Linked DNA regions of Mus musculus: all the other regions are linked to region 3. A link is a contact called in public promoter capture Hi-C data. All regions are on one chromosome and are shown on one strand. Each heading gives the region's core, a stretch centred on a gene start, on an enhancer-like site or on the middle of the called end of the contact. The rest is flanking DNA. Distances are from core to core; before and after follow the strand shown. Region 1 holds the start of Lrrc39 (leucine rich repeat containing 39). Region 2 holds the start of 4930455H04Rik (RIKEN cDNA 4930455H04 gene). Region 3 holds the start of Extl2 (exostosin-like glycosyltransferase 2).

What was found. Promoter capture Hi-C pulls out the DNA fragments that hold promoters and counts their contacts. Capture Hi-C pulls out chosen DNA fragments and counts their contacts.
Region 1: a promoter capture Hi-C map of liver shows a contact between it and region 3, with 8 times the contacts expected there. The contact joins the promoter of Lrrc39 here to the promoter of Extl2 in region 3. A contact is called at or near these places in 8 of 39 promoter capture datasets (the 3T3-L1 cell line, cranial neural crest, embryonic stem cells and 3 more), 4 of 484 Hi-C or Micro-C datasets (the AML12 cell line, the G1E-ER4 cell line, bone marrow-derived macrophages and 1 more), 8 of 115 datasets of contacts at active chromatin or transcription factors (acute myeloid leukemia, bone marrow-derived dendritic cells, bone marrow-derived macrophages and 3 more) and 3 of 9 other capture datasets (adipose tissue, embryonic stem cells and macrophages).
Region 2: a contact with region 3 is called in a promoter capture Hi-C map of adipose tissue. The contact joins the promoter of 4930455H04Rik here to the promoter of Extl2 in region 3.

Annotation. Positions count from the first base shown.
Region 1 is chr3:116,559,998-116,564,345 of GRCm38.p6, forward strand. Lrrc39 (leucine rich repeat containing 39) reads left to right here and starts at 2,986. Exons shown (of 9, transcript NM_175413.4): 1 at 2,986-3,126. It also overlaps the pseudogene Gm9761.
Region 2 is chr3:116,965,684-116,969,857 of GRCm38.p6, forward strand. 4930455H04Rik (RIKEN cDNA 4930455H04 gene) reads left to right here and starts at 2,584. Exons shown (of 3, transcript NR_040596.1): 1 at 2,584-2,916. Palmd (palmdelphin) reads right to left here and starts at 3,269. Exons shown (of 8, transcript NM_023245.3): 1 at 2,815-3,269. The coding sequence starts at 2,859. It overlaps Gm52613 (a long non-coding RNA gene), which reads left to right and starts at 1,339. Exons shown (of 2, transcript XR_003954544.1): 1 at 1,339-1,589; 2 at 2,043-2,333.
Region 3 is chr3:116,006,195-116,010,455 of GRCm38.p6, forward strand. It overlaps Extl2 (exostosin-like glycosyltransferase 2), which reads left to right and starts at 2,103. Exons shown (of 5, transcript NM_001163514.1): 1 at 2,103-2,343. Slc30a7 (solute carrier family 30 (zinc transporter), member 7) reads right to left here and starts at 1,212. Exons shown (of 11, transcript NM_023214.7): 1 at 941-1,212; 2 at 640-741. The coding sequence starts at 1,020.

The DNA of each region.
Region 1 (4,348 bases), core at 1,736-4,235, 550 kb after region 3:
TAAATATCTCAGTCTCTCTGTCTCTGTCTCCAGGGTCTCATGTAGACTAGGTTGGTCTTTATGGAGAAAACTCGATGAAACCCATTATTTTTGTAGAAACAATATATGCTAACAGAACATGATATTATAGAGTTCTGAAGAGCTGTGGGTGTGGCTCAGTGGTAGAGTGCATATCAAGCATACGGCAAGATCCTGTGTTCTAGCACAGCACTAAAGCATTGTGTATGCGTCTGTGTGTAGACATAACATAAAAATTAGATAGTTTTGAAAGATCCTGACAGAGTGTAAAAGGTCACAGAAGCCCTGCAACTGGCAAAATAGATTTCATTGTCAGTAGAAATAGCTTCACTGATTTAGAAAAATAGAGGTGCACAATGCTCTGGCTGCTCCTTGAACCCGTGTGTCTGCCAATGTTCTGACCGTTCCTTGAACCCAGGTGTGTGCCCACTGCTGCACCTCACTGCCAGGTGTTTATGATATTGGTTGCTATATTGGTTGCTGGGATAGAGTCGGAAAATCTCCCCAGCAACCACAGTCGGGGCCAATCCGTAGTTGCTGCACCTTCATTAGACTCTTTCCTTGTTTCCCTCCCATACCCATTTCTTTTTTTTTTTTTTTTTTTTTTTTTTTGGGCAGGACCTAGGTTTATTTCAGTCTATGAAAAACTAAAATTCAAAGAAAATTAAATCTTGCTTAAGGGAACATTGTAAAGTAACAATTCTTGATATCACGTGCCTCTTATGATCCATCTGAAAACCATAGAGAATTACATTGTTTTGTGTGTCACTGTTCCAAGAGACAAAACAAATTTAAACAGCTAAACCATCTTAAAAATGCACCAAGCTTATGAAGTCTCAAACAAAACTTTAATTTCCTGTACATACTCCTGTCAGATGAAGTTATTTCCTGTACACCACTTTTGCAAACTGATCTTCTATTTCCTTTCATTTGACCTAGATCAGCTACGAGACCTAGAGAAGGATCGAGACGGCTTGTGATTTCTCTCACGAGACAGAGACCTTTCTCTTCTCCTATCTCTAGAAAGTGACCTGCTCCGGCTTCGGGAAAAGCTTCTCCTTCTTGGGGATCTGCGCCGAGGTGGAGGACTCCTCCTGCGGTAATCATCTCGAGGACGACGACCCCAAGAGGGAGGCGGCCCACGATTCCGACTTCTCTTTTCATCATTCGACAGTTCCACTCTTACACGGCAGCCACACAGTGTTCTTCCATCTAGTTCCCGGACAGCATCAGCAGCATCTCGGGGATCCTCAAATTCGACGAAAGCAAAGCCAGGAGGGTTTCGAGCAACCCACACACTTCTGAGTGGTCCATAATAGCCAAAAGCCCGTTCTAATTCAGTCTTGTTTCCATTATTTCCAAGATTACCTACATAAACCTTACAATCCAAGGGACAGGAATCACGATGCATTTCGAGATCCTGGGTTCAAAAGGCCCAAGCTCAAATCCTAACGCTCCGACAGGCCCACCCGCTTCCCTCTGGCTCTGCTCCTACAGATTCTCGGTCCCGCGGCGTCACGAAATGGCCCCCATACCCATTTCTTGAGGAATCAATCATTTTAGAATAGACATTGTTTAGATCTGGAAATCCCCTACTCTCCCCCTTCTCCTTTCCCCCCTGAGGGCCTATAAAACCTGGGACCCCTGTCCCCTCGGGGTTGACTCCTCTACCCCTGCGTGAGATATGAGTCGTCCCCAGAGCTCTGGTTTTCCCGAATAAAGCCTCCTGTGGTTTGCATCAAGTTTGGTCTCTCATGAGTTCTTGGGGGTCCACTATTATCCCGAGACTTGAGTGAGGGACTCCCTTCGGAGGTCTTTCAGTTTTACCTCTTATATTTTATCTGTGTACAGATGTGTACAGATTTTTAAAAGCTAAGAGTATAATTGTCTTTTTTGGTGTGAGAGGTTTCAAGACACTGTTTCTCTGTGTAGCTTTGGCTGTCCTAGAACTAGCTCTGTAGACCAGGCTGGTCTCAAACTCAAAGAGATCTGCCTGTGTCTGCTTCCCTGGAGTGCCGGAATTAAAAGTGTGTTCCACTACCACCTGGCTGTATGTATAATTCTTAAGAACATGGAATTAGGTCCTGTCTGTGGGAGCTGAGAGTTAAAAATGGAAAGTTAATTAAGTCTGAAGTCCTAGGCTTGAGAGTGTACCTGATAGCAGAAGGAGGTGGACTGGACAGGGCTTCAGTCAACCATTTCTCCCTGAAACTGAAGCTTAGGTGCAGCACAAATTGCGGTTCCTCGCCACACCTTCCCTATTCATTCATCTGAAGCACTGGGGCTTTTACTTCAAGGTAGTGAGGGGCTTTGTCCTGTTGCACATCAGTGTATTTTGAAGTTGCTTTGCTTCCAACAGATCCACTATGTTCTGTTAAGTATGTAAGATCTGTAAGTCATGAAAAGTGGACGGACTTTTAGAAAGAATTCTTTTCTGGCACTTAGAAATTGTTCTCCCTCCAAGAGGCCGGAGAGATGGTGCAGTGCTTAAGAGCACTTGCTCCTGCAGGAGACCCAGGGTCATTTCCCAGCATCCATGTGATAGCACACAACCATCCATCACTCCAGTTCCAGGAGACCCAACAAGTTCTTCTGGCCTGCAGGGCACTGCATGCATGTGGCACACAGCCATACATGCACACAAAACACCCCCCCCACACACACACAGTTAAAAAATTTAAATTAATTTAAAAAGAAATGGTTCTCCCAGAGACTTTCCTGGTGTTTGTAGGAACACACTCATGTACATTATCAGAGACTTCCCTGGTTTCTGTAGGAACACACTCACATACATTATCAGAGACTTCCCTGGTGTCTGTAGGAACACACTCACGTACATTATCAGAGACTTCCCTGGTGTCTGTAGGAACGCACTCACGTACATTATCAGTTGAACCTTTGCACAGAAGCCCCACGTGACTCTTGCTATTCTCAGCCTTGTCCAGGAGCTAAAATTAGAAGTAGGCTGACATGACTTTTCACTTGGTCACAGCCCGACAGAGTTTTAGTCATTTGGAGCCACACTGGGGGAAAAAAAAATCACCTTGGATCTGATTCTAGCTGAGAATCAGGGAGCTCTGGGCATGTTGGCTGCAGCAACCCCCTATGGTAAGTGCTTTTCCGAAACAATTTTCCTCCGTTCCTTCTGCTTAAAGAAATTACAGGTGACGATCTCACTGAAAAAGTTTATCAGCTGATCACAGATATAACTTCTGAGCCTTGTAAGGGGGCTGTGGTCACTTACCTAGCCGTCGTCCTCTGGGACACAGGAGATAGGCTTCCTGAAAGTTAGAGTTTAAGGTTGTGTTTCTTCAGTTGTTTAACTTTTGAAAGCAGCTGCCCCACCGTGTCATTGACACACTTAGCTCGCTGCTGTGCTGTGTGCCTTTCCTTCACAAAGGAGCTAGATGCAGAAATGCCTTGTTACAAACTTGTTTTTTTTCTGAAGCAAATCTGTCATGTTAAGGAAATTAGTATTAGAGATGACCAATATTTAATGTCAAGCAATGAAATAAGTTAACAAATGAGAGTTTATATAAAGATAATGCAATACGGAGATAGCTTGCATTCATGAAATATTTTAATTGTATATGGTTGAAAGTATTTAGTACATACATCAGCTTTATTAACATCTGATACAATAAATTCTAGGTGACATGTCCAGGCAGTAAGGTCCCCAGTACATGTTCTTCAAGGCTCCTCCTTCCACCTCCCACTCTCTTCTCTTATTTGTCCATTCTTTCCTGACTTCCTTTCTTTCCTTTTTTATCCTTCCTTCCTTCCTTCCTTCTTTCCTATTTTGGTAAGGTGTTGTGGTGTACCTAAGCTGCTCTCAAACGTACCATCCTCCTGCATCAGCCCATCAACAGACATATACTATTATGCCTGATCCCAAGGTCTCTTGACTGCAGAAAGATCTCACACTCAGCTCCTGTCTGTGGGCTCCGCGCACTCTGCTCACATCCCTCTCTAAGTAATACTCTGCATATTGTAGATGACAAAGCAACCCAAAGTTTTCTTCTGACAGCTCTTTTCGGGTTCCTTTTCTGACTGCCTCCATGAGCCTCAAATAATTTTAATTCTAATTCTACAATTTAGACATGATTAGCCAAACGTCCTGGGCCAAATGAAGGTATCCATGAAAAAGCAAAATTCCATGATGCATTCATTTTATTATTATTATTACTAATTATTATACTATTTTGAAAAATCATTGTTGGGGGACACTTGTTCATAGTGAGCAGGAATGTCTATACCTCGTATATCACCTATGCTCTTTGAAAGTAGTTACAACCAACTCACAGTTCCACCAATGCAAAGCACTGGGGGA
Region 2 (4,174 bases), core at 1,334-3,833, 960 kb after region 3:
GGGGTGGAGCAATGAAGGCAGAATGTGAAGGTAATTAATTAAAAGAGTCAATTTGGAGCATCCAGACTTTAATGTCCTCCTCAAAATAATCCTTTCTGAGTCCTTTCATAATTTGGCCCTCATTGTCTTTAAACCATTGAAAAAATTTGTGAATGATCTTAAAATAAAATTTACTGGTATGGGAAATGAATGGCGTCACCACAGGGTTACAGTAGTTTTATCGTAATGCTACTTGGTTCAGCCAAATTATATGAAGATGAATTTTTTTCAATTATTTGTAGTTAAAAGAACACCTTTTTAGTTACTTGAGACCCTGTGGAGTAAGAACAATATTTACAGCTTATTTCATTTTACTGCCAAAAGTTAGAGAATCATAATTTAATAATAATAAAAAAATCAAACAGCTCTTGCAGTGTTAATGTTTGTTGTTCTTGTCCTTTTACAGTGAAGTCTCTGTGTTGTTGAGTCTTGGTGTCTTAGGGAATTAACATCTTTGCCGTCATGGACATATATAAAAATTATTTCAGTGTAGGAGAGCAGTTAAAAGATTATCTCTGAGTTTTTGTAATTTTAATGCCTTTCAAAAAATGAGATAACTCTTGAAAGTTCCCTGGGTACGGTGTGTTTTCTTTTCCTAGGAAGAAAGAATAGCAGGGGTGGCTTCCTGGGCAAGGCCAGGGCGGAGTAAGCTGGCATTTCCCAGGGTGTGCAGGAGGAGAGTGGTTGTATTGTTTCCATGGACACGGAGGAACTACTCCATTTCCCCTCTAGGTGGTGACAAATGTGACTGAGCCCTGTGAGGTGCAGGCTTATGGAAATTCGTTCCTATAAACTTTTGCCAGTTTTTACCCTACAGGCTTTAAGCAAGAATTTTACTTTCAAGCTAAGTTTTGTGACTGTACCTCCAAGACTTAATTAACTCTAAAGGGATATGTTTGGGCTCGTGGGATAATTTTTAAAAGTTTATTAATTTTAACAGTGAAAGTATCTCTATATTCAGGAACCTGCCTACCTACTCAATTCCTTTTAAGGCATTTTGATCTTCTATATCTAATTGCACCTGAAGCCTCAGTGAAAATTCCTTGGCTTTCTGAATAACTCTCAGCCGCCATCTACTTGGACCATGCCCTAGTTCACTAAATGCTCTAAGCTGCAAACCACACTTAGCAAGACCTTAAAATAAGATGTTCCCCAGTTCAGTAGCAGAGACACAGAAGAAGGTGTCTGTGTGCATCACCGAGTCAACTGTTTCATTTGGTTATCCGGGAGGTAAAGCCGTGGGGAGAAATGGAACCTAGTTGTGAGCGACTCACACGGCCCAGTGAAGTAACCTTTAGCCAACAGCTGTAATGTGAAAGGGCCATGCCAAGAACAACAGAGCACAGTGGAGTTCCTGTCCCTTCTAGGAGGACAGCTGAAGCTGTGGCCGGATTTAACAACAAAACAAAACAAACAAAAATCCAGGCCAAGGTTTTTAAGATGAAAGGAAAAAATACAGTAATTAGAATTCAGAAATTAAAAAGTACTCTCTATAGAAAGGTGCCCAGGCTGCTTAGTGGACTCTTGGCTCCTTTTCACTGGTGAAGAAAGTAGGTTTTTATTTATCCTTTCTGGGTAGGAGGGAAAAAACCCCCGCTATATTCCCTTAGTGTGTGTGTGTGTGTGTGTGTGTGTGTGTGTGTGTGTGTATGCACAACAAAACCTAAATTAGGATTTGCTTAATTAATTGTGAGAATTTGAGGAGCAAAGAGTTGGATAACCTCCTATCTACCTTGATTTAGTGTCAGTTTTTCAGAAAGTAGTTACTTCTTTTTTGACGGTTAATTTCAGTGTCAGAAAATGTGACGCACAGGGGTGTGGATTTGCCAAGTTGCTTTTCCTTGCAAAAATGCTATCAAAAGTTACAGCTAATAACGATAGATGACCAGGTCAGGGACTTCCAGGTTATCGTCACATACAGCAGTTTGGAAGCAAATGAGAAAAAGAATGGTATCATTTAAGAAAAGTGACTCATTTCTTGCTTTGATTTTTTTTTTCCCCAGAACAAACATCAAGTGTACTACTTTTCTTCCCGGAATTAGGGAAATATTTTCCAAGTCCATCTTGTGCATGGCTCCTGTATTGAGACCTTATTCGGACTATGTCTGTCCTTCTGTACTGGAAAACTGATCTGCGAGAATTACTCTGATGCGTGCCTTCGCTACTTTTCTTCTGTTTTAATACTTCGCATATATATATATGCATACATACATACACCAAGCTTTGCTTTAATTCAGTTAGGTTTGTCTGGAATATACTTTGACACATGAATAAAAATGTTTCCGATTTTCTTCCTTTTGATCTACCTCTTTAAAAAAAAACTTTTGGGGGTTCTATTCATTGCTTTGAAAAGTTTTCCAGTTAGGCATCTATAAGAACATTTGTCCGATAGAAGGAATTTGAAGAAAAAACCCTAAACTTCAGATATCCACAGAAGGTGAGGAGAGTTTACAAACTATTTATAAAAACAAGCAAACAAGCAAACAACCCTTGATTATCGTTTAGAATGCAAACACCATCTGTAAATTCCAGAACCATTTCCCTGGATCTCAGGTTCTGAAGCCCCAGTGTCATGGAGGGTCACAAGGGTTAAGAGAAGCAGACCAGAGTCCACGAAGGCTTAGTTCTGTTTCTCTACTTGGAAGGCCTGGGAGACAAGGACAGCTAGCAACGTCGCCTGTGCCGGTGCCGGTGCCGGTGCCGGTGCCGGTGCCGGTGCCGGTGCCGTTTGTCTAAGCAACCACCTTACTGACTTAAAACTCTATGTAGACTTACAGTGATGGCCTGGAGTCTTCCCTTCACCAGCTCAGCTTCTTCCATTCTAGAAGTCAAGGACAGGCAGACGCTGAAGGAAGTCCAAAGCTACCATAAATCAAGGTGCGTCCTTGGAGAGGGGAGCTGGAGATGACAGAAGAGACACGGAGAGAAATCCGCTCTTTGCAGCAGGGAGAGAGGAAGAGAATTCCGAACTGTCAGGAGCGGAGCGGCTCAGAGCCCATGCACAGATGAGGCCAGACAGACACATGTAATGAGGGTGCACTGGGGAGGCAGACGCTGAGGCTGCTGGCACGAGTTGACTGACAAGTTTGAACGGCAGCCGCACAAGCCCTTTTCCTTCAGGGGCTGCCAGCTCTTTGTTGTGCTGTGCACGGTTAGCGAGACACATTTTCTTATTAACTGTTCCTTACCCAAGTCATTATTTTCCAGGAGTGGCGCAGGGAGCTGCCGTGCTGAGTGTCGGGGTCCGGGCAGCCCAGGTTTTCCTGTGAGCCTGTGTGTGTTTAAAGTTATCTCGCTTAGTTTATCTCGGGGGGGGGGGGGGGATGAGAGAGAGAGAGAGAGAGAGAGAGAGAGAGAGAGAGAGAGAGAGAGAGAGAGAGAGAAGTGCTAAGTCACTTGTTTGTTATCTCCCTCTGCTTGGCTTTAGGTAATGGTGATGGCTCCTTTAGTAACCGAAGAACCCTTAGAGTAGAATATTTGCATCAAGCTCAGCTCCCCTCTCAAAGTCCCACCGCAGGCAGCCTTCTGACAGAGACCTTAGACTCTTAGGTCTTGGAAAGCAAAACAAAACAAAACAAAACAAAAAAACCCAAAGGTGTTAACGTGATGATTGATGTTGGATATCTGGGGACTGCAGCACCTTTTTTGGACCCCATTCAAAAAAAACAAAAAACAAAAAACAAAAAACAAAACAAAACAAAACAAAAAAACAAACCCCGACAATCTTCAATTTCAGGAAGGTGCCCATTTTGACAGCCTGAAGTTATGCAAGAGCAAGGAGCGAGCCTGTGAAAGTGTGCCCTGGGTGGACAGTCCCTGCCCTTTAAGGAAGGCAGTGAACCCCGGGGAAACTCAGGTCAGAGCAGAGCCCAGGAAGCTTTGCAATGGACTTTGTTTTCTTTTTCCCACCTATTCTTTAAGTGCATGTTGATGTGGTGAGCCCCAATTACCATCCACCACATTATTATGTGTTTGGATCAGCCCTTTAATATCACCATTCAGGCAGGGAGGTTAAATAGACAAGGCTGACACTGAACACACTGGCGTACATTTCTTTGTGCTTTTGATATTTGTTATAGTAGTAGCTAATATTTGTCCATAGACAAATGCATCTCATCTTATTTATCTTAGGGGT
Region 3 (4,261 bases), core at 853-3,352:
AAAACAAACAAACAAAAAAGCCCAAAGGTGACACCAAAGCCTTCAAGTCAAAATGGCATTCTCAGAAAACTGTATGGGATTTTCTACTGCAGTAAAGATACAAGGAAAATCCTAAGACAGTTTCACTGGAAAAGAGAATGGCATATGCTTTGCCAACGGTCTCTTCACAAACCTCTTCAAAAGTCATTCAAAGGCAATCATAAATTTAACAGGGCCATTCAGATCTTTCTCTCTCAGAATCTTAGGAGTGAAATCCAAAAAAAAAAAAAAAAAAAAAAAAAAAAGCCACACCCACAGGTAGGTTAGCTAACAGGATCCTCTCATTTTTCCTGAGGCATAGCTAAGGCAAGCTGTTAAAGAGATTCATTGCATCTGCCAAATAAAAAAGTAAAAAAAAAATATGAGGAGGGGGCCTGTTTGTCAGTTCTGTTTAATGGAGTTGCAGGAAATGAGAGTCCCCGATCTTAGAACTGCAGCCCTTCCCTTTTGGTGAGAGTACGCTGAGAGCAACTCAGCAAAAGTGGTAGTGGCAAAGGTAAGACGTGAACCTGCCGGTAAGGAGCTACGTGGCACTAAGCAAATAGTGGCTTGTCTCCCTCACCCTCTGCTTCCGCCCCAATCATCTTCCCCTTTGGTTACCAGTTGCTCCAGATGCCGTAGAGTAGTTCCACAAAAGCGAAAGAGAGGTTCAGGCACAGGAAGAAAAACAGGTTCCGGGATGTCTTGTCCGACAGGATGGACCTGGGCACGATACAGGTGATCAGAAGCAAGCAGGAGCCAAGGGGGTTGCGGGGACCCCTCAAAACCCACCCAGTCCGCATGCTCGTTCCACCACAGCAGGAGGGTGACGCTCCCATGCTGGACCTCAGGCCATCCTTAGCACCCAGCTTTGTCTCAGCATCCCGGGCAGCCCCCTCCCAGCAATCACAGCACCCCGCACCTAAACCAGCCTGAGATCTTGCCGAACAGATTGAACTTGGGTGGTTTGTATTCATCATCCTTGATGGACAGGGGCAACATCTTCTCCACCCGGCGAAGGGCCGGGTCTCCGTCCCTCTAGAAGTGACTCGGTATGGTGGCGGCAGTGACAGCGGTGACGCTTCAAACGCGGACCCCAAAGCGCTTGACCGCCGCGGCACCGCCGCGAGACACAGACACAGACACACACCCGGGAATTCGAGGACTTCCGGCCCGGGCCGCGCAACGCGTCCTGGGACGGGAAAGCGGGAGGCGGGGGCGGGGACTCCGGCAGGGGAGGGGCTTACGGGGAGGAGGCGGGGCTTGGGGGCTGCGGAAAGTCCGAGCTGAAAGCTTGGGGATCTATCTCTAGCTGAGCTAGGGGTCCTATCTCCTGAACTCACGAAAGATACCCCTGCTGGCTCTCTGCAGACGTGGCTGACTGGTTCAGGGCCCGCTGTCACCCACCCAGATCGCCCATCACTATCGTCCCCGGATGCAGTGCAGCCCGCTCCTGCTCCTTCAGCATTAACCCCCTAAAGGACCTCAAATCCCCGCTGTGCCTTAGGCAGCATCACTGAAAAGCCCAGGCGGCCACGTGCTGCGCCGCCACTGCACGGGATGTGCGAGAATGGCTTCCCGAGGTCAACGCTAAGGGAGTCCACCCCCACCCGCGGAAACCGTCACGCGGGACGCGATCGTTGAGTGCTTTGCAAAAGAAACACTTAAAGGTATTTTAAAACGTCCTTTAGGAAGAGGGCCATAGACTATGGCCTTGAGGTCCGCTTCTTGCTGTTTCTCCCCTGCAACCTCATTCGGTTGTAGCCCTGAAGGCAACCGCAGACAGGTTCCTTTAGCATCCTTGTCACCCCCAAGACAGTAGCTGTCACTATGGTCCATTTCAGGAGGTGCAGATACAAGCCTGTTGGGTGGGAGGCTGGGGATGAGCCTTGTGGGCCTGGGCTGGCTAGAGAGACACTCTCCAGCATCTTTCTAGGGGATTGTTTAGACAAGGTCAGCTGGCCGATCACGTGAATGATTAAAAGTTATTACCTAGAAGGGGAAACCCGGAAAGGGGGTCTGGTTTGGGGAGGTGGCTTGGAAACTACAAAACCGAGCTTCTTGGGAAAGCCTTTTTGCCTAACAGGAAGTGGAGCGTCACCCAAAGCGAGGGAGGGGTGGCCACTCAGGAACTGTCCCCTGCTCCAGGCACTCACTTTGCAGGCGGCGCATTTCCTAGGTTATCAATTGGACGGGCAGAGAGGTTGGAAGCCCGGTTTAGGAAAGGGGTGGAAAAGAGGCAAGCAAAGGAGACTCTCCTTTCGATTTATGCTAACCAAGCTGCAAATAAACCCGCTGGCCCCGCTGCAATCTTCTGCACTAGAGGTGAGGCAACTGTGAAATTCTCTTTCATTGATTTTATCTTTCCATTTGGGACCTCTGCTTGTTTTGCCCTCGTTCTTGGAACTTTGTGGGTAGGAAGGATTTATTCTGTAATTTAGATTTTTGAAAATAGATCTTGATTTTTTTTTAATGTTCCTCTTTAAAAACTGCTGGTAACAAACGGCTTGATTCTATAAGTTCTAGGACAAACATGTCTCTTTTGTCTTTGCCTTTCTTGGACCATTATTGTCATGTAAGCAAATATTCTCAATTAGTAGCATTTACTTTTTAAAGGCTACTCTGTTGTTGTTGTTCAGAGCAGTTTTTCAATTCTACCCTACTGCATTGCTGAGGAAGCCAGAACTGACTGCAGACGAGGTCGTTTAAGGCAAAATAGCTATTGCAATTGATTTTTTCCCCCTTGAAGACTGCTTTATTTAAGTATGATGGTGGGGATGGTATATCAAAATAATCAAGTTTCAGCAATGGATTTCCAGCCTTCTCATTAAGGTCACCTGCAATTTGAGCCTATGTGGTTTTTATCCTGCCTTTGGAAATAAATTCTGTATTCCATCTTGCACTGTTGTAAATCCGAAGTTGCTTAGCTGGCATAGATAGGGAGGAACCCATATTACCTGTTATTGAATAGTTTTGAAAGGCATTAAAGAAATTTAATTTCAGCTTTATCAGTTTCCTAGATTTGTTACGATATAAGGTAGATCTGCTCTTGAAGATCTTCTCCCTTCTGACTGTGGCCATGCTATTTTTTAATCCTTAGCCCTGGACAGCATAAAGGCCAATCAGCGTTAAAGGCATTTTCGTTTGCAGTATAAAGGACAGAAGGACACTCTTTAAACCAGGAAAAGTTGTTTCTACTGTGCCTCACTTCTTTTTGTAATCTTTAAATAATATCTATCCTGTTCATGTTAACCTACACATAGGTTAACATATGTCCCACATGTTAACACACGTCCCACACGTCAAAATAGAACTCAGTTATCATTTGGAGATTATCTTGTATGTGTTGGGTGTCCAGACTATAAAGCAAGATAAGTGAGAGTTCTTCTCCGGGGAGAGTTTTATGGAGAGGACAAATTAATGTGAAGAGAGGGAGGTGGGGAGAAAGGCAAACCCATCGGTATTTTAGATGGTGCAGTCTTTAAGTTGTGCAGCAGCGATGAATTTGAAACAGTGAACAGAGACAACAGCTATTGCTCGATGAGCCTTTCTGCCTGTGCTCACCCATTCATCTTACTCCCGCAGTAATTCTTATCATTAAAAGAAGGAGTTGGGCGCACAACGATTTTGATTCCTTAGCTCTGTGTTGGTGGTCAGTGTTTAAGCAAGCCTGCAGTCACACGAGGTACTTGGGAAGTCTCCAGTCATAGGTCCGTTGTGCATTACAAAGACTAAATGGCTAGAGAAGACTACAGAATAGATACAGTAATAAATGTTCTTAAATTAATAAGTGTATCTCTATTTTAAATACTTATGTATCTATTCAGTTAGTCGCTTTAGATGAACGCGCTGTATGGCGTGGTTAGTTGTGTGGTTGAAGATTGAAATATGAAAGCAGAGAAGATGAAAGGACGGACATTCCTCCTGTTCTGAGTCCTTTCCGGTAACAGACAGCAAGAATGACAAGGGTGCCATCTGTCAACCTCAGTAATCCGTGTGGCGTTTATCTGCAACCCTATTTTAGACCCATGCTTTATTAGATACATCAGATTGTTGTCCTATGAAGTGTTGTTTTAAAAGGGAGCTGTAATAGAGGGTAAGAGTAAAGATGAACGTGAGTCTAGGAATTAACTAGTGATGCAAATTATATTCACAGTCCTCGGCGTCACTTTGAGATGTGTGTGCCCTGGTTTCAGATGCATCAGTTGGGACAGTCTCTGTTTACTGTTTCTGGACCCTCCAG